Linked DNA regions of Callithrix jacchus: region 2 is linked to region 1. The links are chromatin contacts, called in public Hi-C maps. All regions are on one chromosome and are shown on one strand. The core of a region is the stretch at or near the end of the contact, and the rest is flanking DNA. Distances in the headings are between cores, read along the strand shown.

Evidence for each region. Hi-C and Micro-C count contacts between places; a contact is called where the count stands out from the background.
Region 2: a Hi-C map of skeletal muscle shows a contact between it and region 1, with 2.6 times the contacts expected there. The contact joins the enhancer-like site here to the promoter of SERBP1 in region 1. A contact is called at or near these places in 2 of 3 Hi-C or Micro-C datasets (induced pluripotent stem cells and skeletal muscle).

Annotation. Positions count from the first base shown.
Region 1 is chr7:104,662,638-104,669,642 of calJac240_pri, forward strand. It overlaps SERBP1 (SERPINE1 mRNA binding protein 1), which reads right to left and starts at 4,055. Exons shown (of 8, transcript XM_003733462.6): 1 at 3,641-4,055. The coding sequence starts at 3,953.
Region 2 is chr7:104,730,725-104,737,614 of calJac240_pri, forward strand. No RefSeq gene overlaps it. Among named protein-coding and RNA genes, the nearest start is that of SERBP1, 67 kb to the left of the region's middle. Within about 2 kb of position 4,142, at least 2 of the 16 cell types and tissues checked have an H3K27ac peak or open chromatin away from gene starts, as enhancers often do. A contact at or near this core is called in skeletal muscle, where this site is marked.

The DNA.
Region 1 (7,005 bases), core at 2,805-5,304:
GTCGGAAAAAAGCTAACACTGGGCATCTCTAATGTCAACGAAGTACCTTAGCCAAACTGCCACTTAAAAGACAATGAACCTTGCAATCCATACCACTGACTAAATACATAAATAAAATTAAGACAATAAACTTGTTTTAAACTTCTATTCAGTTTGCCAAGTTATTCTCTCCCCAAAAGAATTTTCTATAACTGACTTGAAAGTCATTTGGGCAGCCATTTTTCCCATCACTTTCCAAGATATCAGCAGTCTCTTAATTAAGTTTTAAATTAAAAAAAATCTTAGGCAAGCAATACACTTTGGCTTTTAAAATGCCAAAGAAAATACGAGCAGCCATTCATAAATAACAAAGCAAATCATACACTCTCACTAGATATGGCCCCTCACAAAAGTGAAGGCCCCAATGTTATCCTACCTAATCTGAACAAAAATGCAATTAAGACTAATAATTCTATAAAATTACAAATCTGAAAGGAAAATATGGCATTTAGCATTATTAGAGAACATCACCTCAGTTTAAAACAGCCATTTAACCAGAAAAGGTGTCATCTTTTACAGTACTGTTAACTATAGGCACACAATAAGGGCCATCTTCCCCTATTAAATAGTTTAAAAATGCACAGCATATAAAGTGTATATATGTTTGTACACAGTATCACATCCCTAAGTACTTCCAAGTTAGGAAACATTTACTTACTATGGATGGAGAGTCCTCTTAAAAATGTGCCCTAACAACTATCTTTATTTTCAAAGAATCTTTAAAAACCAAATACACACACATAAGACCCCTTTTAAGCAATATGTAGAAAATAAGAAACTTGTGACACTCAGTGATAGCTGAAGCATTTATTAATTTCCCCCCCTTAACTGCTTTTTTCCTATAATATCTGAAACCCCACAATGGCAACCAATGTTATTAAATTATTGGTGGCCTTAAGGATCAATAGAGTGATGGTTAAATTAATGACTGTAAGATTGCCAGTATGCTGTAATTCCCAATTTCTAACAAAATCATAAAGCAGCCGAGGAATTGGTTTTACAAGACTTTAAGCTGCTTTACTTTGGTTCTTTCTAAGAAAGTAGAACAGCATCAGGATACACTCAATTGTCCAATTGGCTTCCCTGTAACTGAAGCCAAACAGTAACTATCAATCTCTTCAATAGAATTTTGAAGTTCATTCCCGGCAAACCCTCAAAAAGACTACAAATGTTAGACCTTACACCAAGGTATTTAAATAAATGTCAGTAAAAAAAAGTGTACTGGGTGGAGCTACGGAGCCAGTCCTTGCAATAATATCCAAGCCAAACACACCCAAGTGAACAATAGTTGGTGTCCCCACCCAATATCCAATATTAGGCTTACAGAATCTTAAAAAACACTTATTAAGCTCACCTAATGAAAAAGATTGATACTGAAAACTGCATGCTTATTTTGATATACTTATCTATAACTTGCAAGCTCACTAACTGCACTAGATTCGAAGCATTCATTCTTTTTAAGAAAATGTCTGTTCCACTCTCAATGACATTCTGCTGTCAATTCTTAAGTTCTTCAAATGGACAAGAGTAGCTACAAATTTAATTCATAAAACATTATATATCTGCCTATACTTTGTTAAGCATTGTGTCACAATGTGTTACCAAAATCACAGAACACAAACAGGTTAACCTTCCTACTCTATGCAGGGATTTTCCTTAGATTTATTCCCAGTGAACCAAACGGTAGAATCTCAAAACGAGTATTTTCCATTCATCATGTTTCCTATATTTATATGCTTGTATTTTATGCAACTTATTAAGAATGCTCTGAAATAATGACCTAAGAAAAATGCTGATTGCTACCTGCAAGAGGCTGGGGGGAAAGAATAAGTAAATGAATTTTAAAAAGAAAGAAAGAAAGAAAAATGCTGATTGCTAATATGAAATAGTTTTCCCATGGATTTACTGAATGGTGAACTTTAAGTCCTGGTTCTAACTTCATGAAACCATTCCCCACATTTGCAACTTATAAAAACATTACTTTTCAGGTAAGAGCTTATTTCATAGACGGGATTCATGATCAAAACTCAGGCATTTAAACCATGCTTCATGCTTTGAGCATTCAAAATGAGTGAACACATCTAGCTGGTACATTTTAGATTTATTCGTCAGACTCAACTTTTTCATGTACTTTCTTGAGGTGAGCTTAAGCATAGTTTCAGCGTTTCTTAACACGGGAACTAAATGATTTATTTAATTGTGCTAGAGTCCCATAAAGCTTAACTAGCTAAAGAGATACTTGGCCTAAGTGACGTACATGCCTTCTAATACTCCCGTTTTTCCCCAACCTACAATTTTACCACAAGAATTAATTATTTTCCTTTACGCACCACCTAGGACCGAGGTTCATTACAAGCCTCACAAAAGTCCTCAAAAAAAAAAAAAAAAAAAAATTCCTAAAACAAATCCTACCACGAGTAAACTTTTGATTTTGAAAATTAGTTGAATGTTATAGAATTCAACTAAAGCTAATGAGAAACAACTTTCTGAAGCACGTGGTAAGGGGTAATTTCCACTTTCAACATAAAAATACAACTTTAAAGATTCAGAGCTGAAGTCCGACACCTGCTTGCTACTAACCACGCATGTTCTTATCCCCAAACCGTTTGCTTTTTCATCCATAACGAACCGGTAATGAGTGCAAAAATCAAGACAATCCTATGAAACTCAGTGCCCTGGAAACAACTATTAACCGCCAGTGAAACCGATCATGCTTCACACACATGTGGGGTGGAAGAAAAAACTGCAGACTCTAAAGAGCTTTGCTGCGATTAATGCTGTGACAGCCTCTGCACTGACTTCACCCACGAGACCCAGACCACACCAAGTTAAAGATTCAGTCTGGGGAGTCGAGAGAGAGGATCGCGACTCGAGGACGTTCCTCGGGATGTCCTGCAATCACCGGTCTTCATTCGTAATTCCCGCTTCTGCTTAATCGAGTGTGGCAAACTCCTCCATTTCCCGACAGCTCAACTCACCCCAGCAAGTTATGAGAAGGCTCCTAACAGTTGAGAGGGAGAGGGGAAACAATAAAACATATGCGGCACCCCAACCAGCAGCTTATTCCACACGTCTGATGGCCTGGAACGACCCCCGCTTTTCAGTGGGGGTACTCCGCTCCGTCGTGGGACAAGATGGCAGGACGGGAGCCCGAAACATCATCATCTCAAAGGTGCAGCTCTGGCAGTAAGCAGCGGTGGACCCAAGCTCCTCCATAACTACGGGAAGCTTCAGTGAGCGGCCGGCTTCCCCGCACCTCAGTCCACGCGCTCGCCCGCCAAGGAATCCGGCGGGAAGGCAACAGCCTCCCAGTACGTCGAGCGCGCTCGAGGAGCAGCTCATCTGCAACCACGCTCCTCTGCTCACAACCTGAGGCGGGAAGGAGGTGGCTCCGGGAACCTAGCCGGCGGTGGCTTGAACTTGGGGCTACCACGCTCCCGGCACCTTTGCAGGACCTGGCTTTGGTCGCGTGAAGAAACGTGAGGAAATCGGCTACAAAGTCTCCCGGGGACCCTCGGAGCTCCAGAAACAAGTGGCAGCCGGCAGCCCCCTAGCTCCTTCCCTCCATCTCAATCTCCCCCACATTCTGCCCCTGCTTTACCTTCTTTCTTAAGCGCCACGGGCGGCTGCGTCTCCTCTTTCTTGTCAACCACGCCAACGCTGGGGGGCAGCGGGTTCTTGCGGTCTTTCTGGGACTCCTTGCGCAGCTGCTTGCCTGCCGCGTTGGAGTTGGTCTGCGCCGCGGCCTGAGCTGCGCTCTTGGCCCCAGGGCCCCCAACGCCGCCCCCGCCGGCTTCTTTTTTCTTGTTCTCCGCTGCCTTTAACACCTCGAAAGGGTCCGATTCGTCGTCAAATAACTGGTCGAATCGGTTGGTGACCACGCAGCCGAAGCCTTCCTGTAAGTGCCCTGGCATGATGGTGGCTCGGCGGCGCGTTCCTCCACGGATTGCAGCGGGCCGCGCCGAGCCAAGAGCGCCTGCTTCAGCTCTTCCCACAAGATGGCCGGGCCGAGAGAGGGGGGCCGTCTTCTCTTCCGGCGCCAGGCACACATCCGGGAGCGGCCTGCGCCGCAAGGCACTGTGGGTTATGTAGGCCAGAGTCGTTTCTCCTGAGGCGACTCCCCGCGTAGAGACTACAATTCCCAGGATGCACCTCGCGACAACTCTTCGCGCGCGCCTGAGAGGCGGGACCTCACGAAGGGAGTGAAGCGTACGAGCTGAAGGAGGGGAAGCGTGGTGGTGGTGGTGGGCGGAGTCCTGCCACCTGCTCTACCCACCCTCAAACTCTCTAGGTCTTCAGCTACCCTGAAACCAGAAAAACGTGACGGTGTAATTGACTCGCGAAAGTGCTCTCTGGTTTCACTCACGCCCCCTCGGGCCCAGGGCTAACTTTCCCCACCGCTCCGGGAGGGTCAAGGTGACTCCCAGACCTTACAGCTGGAGACCCACAAACTTCCGGGGGAGGGGGTGTTGCTGAGGTGCCGCGCCGGCCGCGGGTAGGCTGCAGCCCGCCTGTGATAAGTCCGAGGTGCTCAGTTGCCAGAGTCCCCCTCCGTCAGCCTCCACGGTGAATCGAGGCTCTTCTGTCTAATGTGAGGTGGAATACGTTTCTTCTAGTGGGGACGTGAACTAGGGTAGCAGAACTAAGCAAAAACACAAGTGGAGCTATCACATGGGAGTGTGGCGCGCCTTTCCCGGGCTTCTCGCCGTGTGGCGGTCGGATAACTCCTGACCGTGCAGCGCTAGACGCGGGGGAATCCTCCAGAAAGACTGGAGAAACGCTTGCTACAGTCATTCCATTTAATTGTCCGTTCGTGTCCTGCAAGCCGGGGCTTCGGTGGCTGTAGTGTTGGTCACATGGGCTCAATAAATACCATGTTAGAGCATTTCGAGTGCGTGTGTGCTAGGAGTTGCGATGAGGAGAGGGAACTACTGAAATCAATGATGACTAAAAGCGTTGATACTAATTAAGTTAATTAAGAGAATACAACTTCATTGCATTTTTAAGCACATTTCGTAGCGCCGTCTTTAAATATATCATGATTTTAAATCGCTTTCCGTTAATATAAAATAGCAAATGCATCTCTTGTCAGTAGCTTTGAATAACCTTGAAGTCAACATCTCGTTAGGCAAATAGTTTGCCTCTTCTCACAAATGCTGAAACCATTTCACAGATGAAATTATTTACCAAATTCACACCTCTGTAAATGCTAGTGACAGGCATTAGCCCAGTCTTCTACCTCCGCTATGAGACTGGACATGAACTCTTTAATTCAGACTCTGCCCTGATAGAAACCAATCCAATTTTTATATTTCCGGTATGATTTAAACATTGTTGCATGTCAGGGTATGTAACATGGCAGAATGTAATCATCAATTTCTGAGCAGATTTTAAATCAATTCCTTAGCAGGGAAAATAGAAGACAAGAGTCATATTACATACATGTGGCAGCAAGCCTGGTTGTCTTCTCAATCCTCCCCAACTCAGTCACTTATTTCCCTGCTGCCTCAGTCGTAAACTCCCAACCTCAAACACATCCCCTACCTCACCCTGCCTTCCTCAGTCCCTGGCTTTGTGGCACCTACCAAGACAAAGAGCTTTTAAGCATACTCTCCCACCCTTTCGAAATAGCTCAAGTGCAATGTGGAATATCTCCACATTTTGATAGATCCTTCCTCTTCACCAGGGGCTGTTGCATCTTTGAGACATCTGTGAAAGCACCTCTTGTTACCTCTTTCTGGCCATGCCAGCAATAACAATATTCATAGCTAAAATATCATGTTTTAGTATATGCTTGCTGCACTTTACATATGTGACCTCCCCTAGTCCTTACATCAACTCTATAAGAAAGTTATTACTCCATGCCCCCAGAAAAAGTTATTACTCATGTTTTAAGATGAAGAAAATGAAAACAAAGAGCTTAAGTAAGTTAACTACTCCTGCCACAATGTAGGGTGTGGGGCAGGCCTGTTGTTAGTCATTTTTCTCCTCCATTACAGATTGCTGGTTTGCTCTAACAGATCTTCATGACCACCAAGCATTATTACAATAAGAATATTTGAAAATAAGCTACACATAGGGGAATTTTCTGGCTATGAATTGGTGAGGTTTATTTATGCTCCTCAGAGAACTTACCTATTAAATATTACATAAAAACGTTATGAATAAGCATTTGGAGAAAAAGGGAGAATCTTCTATATTTCAGAAGTTTTAAAGCCCATTTTTAAAGTACACAAAGTTCAAGATGGTCTTTTACATCTCTCAATCAATTGTTATTTTATAACTAATATTATAAATGTTTCACTGTTTCCTTTATTATACAAAATTGAAATATTAATTTCTTAATATTAAATATTAAAATATCTAAAAGTTATTGCTACACTCAATAGGAGAACATCAGCCAAATAAACCTCCAGGGAAGAGAGATTTCCTGGCAGACACTATTATTCAAATTAAAGGCATGATTTATAAAAGCAACAAGTGTCAGATGATGTCACTGATTAGACATGTGGCCTAAAACGTCATCTCTCTAGCAATATTTGAATCACATCTTCTCTGAAAAATACTCATGTAACTTCACAGTCTTATCTACAACAAGCCTCTCTAAAGAATTTTTTGGCAATAAATGCTGAAAACCATGATTAAATATCCAATATAGTTGCCTAATGTTAATGAAATGGAGAAACAATATTACATCTTCCTTCCTGCCTTCATTTACTTTCAGGATGCTACTATAGTACTCAGTTCTCAGCCACATTGCAACTTGCTTCCATTTCTTAATAATCTTGACCCCTGTTATTGTTGCTATAAATAGTGATAATAACTAACAACTGCTATGCTACATTTTTTTGTACCCATGTTCAAGCATTCCTCCTGCCTTAGTCTCTAGAGTAGCTGGGATTACAGGTGTGTGCCACCACGCCTGGCTAATTTTTTGTATTTTTAGTGGAGATGGGGTTTCACCAT
Region 2 (6,890 bases), core at 2,892-5,391, 68 kb after region 1:
CTCTTGCTGCCCAGGCTGAAGTGGAATGGCGCAATCTTGGCTCACTGCAACCTCCACCTCCTGGGTACAGGTGATTCTTCTGCCTCAGCCTCCCACATAGCTACCATTTCAGGTGTGCACCACCACACCTGGCTAATGTTTGCATTTTTAGTAGAGATGGGATTTAACCATGTTGGCCAGGCTGGTCTTGAACTCCTGACCTCAGATGATCCATCTGCCTCAGCCTCCCAAAGTGCTGCGATTACAGGTGTGAGCCACTGCGCCTGGCAGAAATGCTCATTTTTGAGAACTGCAGGTCTACTTCAAAATTGTGAAAAGTGCTATCCTCCCTTTGTTCCACTCTCAACCTCCAAACAAAGCTACTGCCAGGCATGTAGGAAACAGCCCTGGGTTTTGGTATCTCCCAATGATTCATCCCCTAAGGAAATGACATTCCCTGGAATATTTAAAGAAAACCTTTTCAGAGGCGCCATGGCTCACACCTGTAATCCTAGCACTTTGAGAGGCTGAGGTGGGTGGATTGCCTGAGGTCAGGAGTTCAAAACCAGCCTGACCAACATGGCAAAACCCCATCTCTACTAAAAATACAAAATTAGCCTGGTGTGGTGGTGCATGCCTGTAATCCCAGCTAGTCGGGAGGCTTAGGCAAGAGAATAACTTGAACCCAGGAGGCAGAGGTTGCAGTGAGCCAAGATGGCGCCACTGTACTCCAGCCTGGGTGACAGAACAAGACTCCGTCTCCCTGGATCATCCCCCCTGTCCCCCCGCAAATAAAAGAACTCCATCTCAAAAAAAAAAAAATCCTTTTTTGACCGTCAGAGGCCAATGTATCTATATCCTTTGTAACTCCAGTGGAATTTGTATCTGCCAAGGTCTTTCTCTTAGAAGGTTCAGGCCTTCATCCAACAGGCATAGATTGAACATTTGATTGACACGTGCCAGTCACTGGGCTAGGTGCTGGGATTATAATATAAAAAATAATGGCCGGGTGCAGTGGCTTATGCCTGTAATCCTAGCAGTTTGGGAGGCCGAGGCGGGCAGATCATAAGGTCAGGAGATAGAGACCATCCTAGCCAACATGGTGAAACCCCATCTCTATTAAAAATACAAAAATTAGCTGGGCATGGTGGCATGTGCCTATAGTCCCAGATACTTGGGAGGCTGAGGCAGGGGAATTGCTTGAACCAGGGAAGCGGAGGTTGTAGTGAGCCGAGATCTTGCCACTGTACTCCAGCCTGGTGACAGAATTAGACTCCATGTCAAAAAAAAAAAAGAAAGAAAAGAATAAGACCCACTCCAGCCTTAAAGGAATCCTAACCTTGTGGGAAGTTAGAGAGAAAAAGGAATCACTGCTATCTGTGTTTTAAGGGCTAGCATCGAAATTGCACAAGCCATAGGGTGAGTGCACGGAGGCAAACCAAGGTACCTTGCCTGGAGGAACATTCCAGACTGCTCTGGATCTGCTACTTGATGATAATGATGTTACTTATTGACCACCACTATGCCCAAGTCCATTATTTATGAATCAGAAGATTTCACATTGAAATTTTGAAAACAATTGCAAGGTAAGAAAAACAGCTCTAGGTTGGGTGTGGTGGCTCACGCCTGTAATCCCAACACTTTGGGAGGCTGAGGCAGGTGGATGGCTTGAAGCTAAGAGTTTGAAACCAGCCTGACCAACACGGTGTAACCCTGTCTCTACTAAAAATGCAAAAATCAGCTGGCCATGGTAGCGCATGCCCGTAATCCCAGTTTTTCAGGAGGCTGAGGCATGAGAATCACTTGAACCGGGAGGTGGAGGTTGCAGTGAGCCAAGATTGTGCCACTACACTCTAGCCTGGGTGACAGAGTGAGACTCTGTCTCCAAAAAAAAAAAGAAGAAAAAAAAAATTAAAAATAAATAAGCTCTAGCTACGTAAGCTATAAAAGATGACAGGATATTGCATGTTTATAAAAAATTGATGGAAAGGCTGGAGGAGTGGGCTCTAAGCTGGGTCCCGACAAATGGCACCAGAACACACCCAGATCGGCTGGCCAAAATGGCATCCCAACTGCTGACTCCAGACTCCTCCGACCTTAATCACAATCCAGAGTCAGGCAGCCACCATTATCCAACTACGTTACTTTAGTTAATCCCCATGATAACTCCATGAGGAGTATATTACATATAGTATATGGACAGTATTTAAAAGAGAGCCTGAATTTTGGTAACTGCTTCACACATGTTGCTTATTACTGTTATTGTCTTCATTCTACAGTGGATGCAGCTGAATTCAGGTGATACAACCTCAAAATGCCATAGAGTCCAAGCATATGATTTAGGCAAATTCCCAGGAGGCCCAAAGAACAGTTTGGGTTTCCATCGCTGGCAGAATGGATGGGTAAAACGTGGTACATTCACACAATGGGATATTGTCTGGCAGACAGAAGCAACAGATTAACAATATACAAAGTGTTAATGAGAGTTGGAAGACTTGATCCTTGGCTTCTGAAGAGGGCTTCTCAGCTCCAGCAGATGGATGCCTTGTGGGAATGTGGACTACAACAGATACGGTACAATGACTCGCTTAGCATCTCTCCTTCCTTCCTCCTGGTGCCTTCCTGAACTGCAGAGGCTAGAAAGGTAAAATCCACCTTTCTCAGCCTCCTTTACTGTTTCTAGGTATGATCAGAACCCAGATGTATTTGCAGAAGATTCAAAGTTAGAGTCAAGTTAAATGGCAATGAAGGTGAAGTCACCCAGTCACCTGTGTTGCTAGTGTAGGCCTGGCCAATACAGAACCAGCACTGACAATGGCAGCTACCTGATGCTGGATCATGGTTAAGGTAGAAGGAGCCTGGAGTCAGCAGTTAGGATACCAGCTTGGCCAGGTGGTCTGGGTGTTGTTCTGGTGCCATCCCTAGGGTCCCAGCCGAGAGCCCATTCCTCCAGCCCTTCCATCGATTTTACAAACATGCAATATGCTGTCATCTTTTACAGCTTAACATAGCTAGAGGTATTTTTCTTATCTTGTAAGTTTTTTTCAAAATTTCGAGGTGAAATCTTCAGCTTTGTAAATATGGACTTGGAAAAGGTAGTATCCTTTCTGAGCCTCGGTTTCCTCACTTATAAAATGGTTGTTTGGGCCAGGTGCAGTGGCTCACGCCTGTAATCTCAGCACTTTGGGAGGCTGAGTTGGGCAGATTACCTGAGGTCAGGCATTTGAGACCAGCCTGGCCAACATGGTGAAACTCCATCTCTACTAAAAATACAAAAATTAGCGAGGCATGGTGGCCTGCATCTATAGTCCCAACTACTCAGGAGCCTGAGACAGGAGAATCGCTTGAACTGGGAAGGCAGCCACCATTATCCAACTACGTTACTTTAGTTAATCCCCATGAAAACTCCATGAGGGGTGTATTACATATAGTATATGGACAGCGAAGGCATATACTATATGTAATGGGAAGGCAGTTTGAGGTGACTTTGCAGTAAGCAGAGATTGCACCACAGCCCTCTAGACTGGGTGACAGAGAGAGACTGTCTAAAAAAAAAAAAGTTGTATGAAATCACTTCCTGTAGGCAGTGGGGAAGATTCTGTGGAATATCATTTGAAAGTGCCTGTCATATAGCAACTGCTCAGTAATGGAAAACTGTGTAGTATAAAAACCATGGGTTTTGTAGGAACTGGGTTCAAATAGTGGCAATGCTGCCTACCAGCTATGTAATGACTTAAAACTTTCTGAAGCCCTGGGAAATGCTGCTGATAAAATAGCAACTACTATGTGGTCTTTGGATTGTATGTTTGTTTTGGGGAGGGTTAGAGAACTAACATACAGAAAGACACCCAGTACAGGGCTTGCCTGACTCATAGTAGTCTCTTCTCAAATGTTCATTCTCTTTCTTATCTCCTCTTCTCTCCAATTATTTAATGTGTTTTCTCATGATGAGGATGGTTGAAAAGAAACTAATTAGGTACACAGCTGTAAAGGATGTAATTACTCTCCCTAATAGGAGGCTGACACCTTTTTTTCCCCCCCTCTCTCCATAACACAGGAAATAAAGCTGCACTTGCGATTTCACTGGGGGTGTCTGGGTGCCCTGGTGACTGTTCTGTTCACACCTATTTCCTGCCACTAACCGTCCTTTCTTCTGCCACTGGAGCCATGACCTTGATCTGTTTCACAAGATAGGACTGTTGTTCTGGGCCTCTGGGGACTGCCAAGTGAGATAGGAGGAGTGGGGCAAGGGATGCCCTCTGAGAGCCCAGGGAAAGTGCCAGTAAGGTGGGAAACTAGACGGGATGACGTTGGGCATTAGAGTCGGTTAGTCTGCTGAGCGGGCTCTACTGGAGGCTGTTGTTATATATGCAAGGGTATGGTCAGGTATAGAATTACAGATAGAAGGGTTGGAGCTATTTAAGACCTGATAGAATAGAGGGAACAGTGGCTATTTTAGGATTAGACTTTGGCCTCTCTCTTGCTGAGACAGACTTCTTGGCAAGAAGAGTAACCCATGGAATCCATTGAGAAACATTTGTAAGGTGGGTGCAGTGGCTCATGCCTATAATCCCAGCAATTTCGGGGGACCAAAGCAGAAGGATTGCTTGAACCCAGGAGTTTGAGACCAGTCTGGGGAACATGGTAAAATCTTGTCTCTACAAAAAATAGCCAGGCGTGGTGGCATGTGCCTGTAGTCCCAGCTGCTTAAGAGGCTGAGGTGGGAGGATGGCTTGAGCCCCAGAGGTGGAGGTTGCAGTAAGCCGAAATCGCACCACTGCACTTCAGCCTGGACATCAAAGCTAGACCCTGTCTCAAAAAAAGAGAGAAGCATTTTTGGAATCCATCAATAAACACTTACATTGAGTATTGCTTGCTGTGTGTTCCTGTAAGCACTGCAGGGAAGGACAGTGTTTTTTTTTTTTAAGATGGGGTTTCACCGAGATGGCCAGGCTGGTCTTGAACTCCTGACCTCAGGTGATCCACCCATCTCGGCCTCCCAAAGTGTTAGGATTACAGGCGTGAGCCACCGCGCCCAGGCTTGTCTTGTATTTTAATCCCTACTAGAGCCTACCAATGGTGACTGGCACATAGTGACCAGCACACAATCTGTGATTTATTGTTAATGTAGGCAGGGCATTTTGTGAAAAGACCAGTCCACTCGGCAAACATTTGTTGAGTGCCCACTAATTTCCTGTCAGGCACCCTGCTGGAGTCTGAGGAGATGAAGATAAATAAGAGTTTCTGCACCCAAGGAGTTTACATCATAGAGATGGAGGCAGAGGCGGGCATTCAGCTGACAGTAACTGAGTACCTGCTTTGTCCACACACCTGCCAGGCTCTTGGAATGTAACAGGAAGTAAGACCTAGTGTCTGCCCTTAAAGATCTTATAGGCTGTTGCAGATGGGAAGGAATTGTCAGATGGACAGGCTATTCCAATATGGTGGGCTTTCAGGCAAGGGTGGGTAGAAGCTCCTGGTGCTGTGGAAGATCTGGTAGGTCCCTTTATCCAGAAAACCAGGGTGTTGTGGTGGGGGGAGCTGTCCAGGGCATTGTGGTGGGGGGAGCTGTCCAGCCTCAACCAGGGTATGAGGCTGGTTGGGAGTGGTGGGAAGTGAAATTTGAAGCAAGTTGGGACTGGATCTTGCAAAAACTTGTTTTTCCTGCCAAGTAAAGAACTTGGACTTCATTCTGAAGGCAATGGGGAAACAAGAGAGGTGTTTTTAAGTTAGACTTTGTTATTATTATTTTGAGACAGAGTCTCGTTCTGTCACTCAGGCTGGAGTACAGTGGCACGATCTCAGCTCACCGCAATCTCCATCTCCTGGGAGCAAGAGATTCTCCTGCCTCAGCCTCCTGAGTAGCTGGGATTACAGGTGTGTGCCACCAGGCCAGGCTAATTTTTGTATTTTTAGTAGAGATGGGGTTTCACCATCTTGGCCAGGCTGGTCTCGAACTTCTGGCCTCAAGTGATCTGCCCACCTTGGTCTCCAAACGTGCTGAGATTATAGGTGTGAGCCACCATGCCTGGCCTAAAGTTAGATTTAATTCATTAATTTCACAAATATGTATTGAGTGTTAACTATGTATGTATTTGCTATTGGGCTGGGTTCTGGGAATTTGATGGTATATAAAACAGTCCTTATCCATTCATATGGAGTTCTTTATATGAGAGAGATGGGTTAAACAAATTTTTTTGGAAGAAGAATTAATTTTTTAACAGTATATTTTCCCACCCTTTTTAAGAGATAAAAACATTTTTTTCTGTGCTCCTTACAAAGAATTTTATCTTAGTTCCTAATAAAAGCATATATGTTTCACCCACATAACCTTAATCTTGAGGACAGGAATTTGTCTTCTTCATTTTTTCATTTTCAATGAATGTATTAAGATAATGTTTACATAATTTAAAGTCAATTTAAAAATCATCACGTAAACAATCACCCAAAATAAAGATCTAGTTATGAGATATGACGCGTGCTGTGAAAAGGACTCTAAGTCACCTGGTGGTAAATGCCATAATAATGGCCAACAATAATAGTCACAGGGACTTGGCAAGTGATCACTGTGCAGCTGTCATTGTGCTTCATGCAGATTATCTCATTTAATCTTCAAAGCACTTGGATGAATATTATCTCCAAGCAGGGACATATGTCTGACTTGTATAATTCATGGCAGTGGGTTTTGACTTTCATCTTTTGGCATTAATGACTGTGTTAGACTGAATAATGTCCCCCCACCCTGTTCCCCACCCAATGTCCACATTCTAATTCCTGGAGCCTCTGAATATATTACATAGCAAATGGACTTTGAAGATGTAATTAAGTTGAGGACCTTGAGATGGGGAGATTGCCCTGGATTAGTAAGGTGGGTCCAGTGTAATCACAGGGGTCCTTATAAGAGGAAGGCA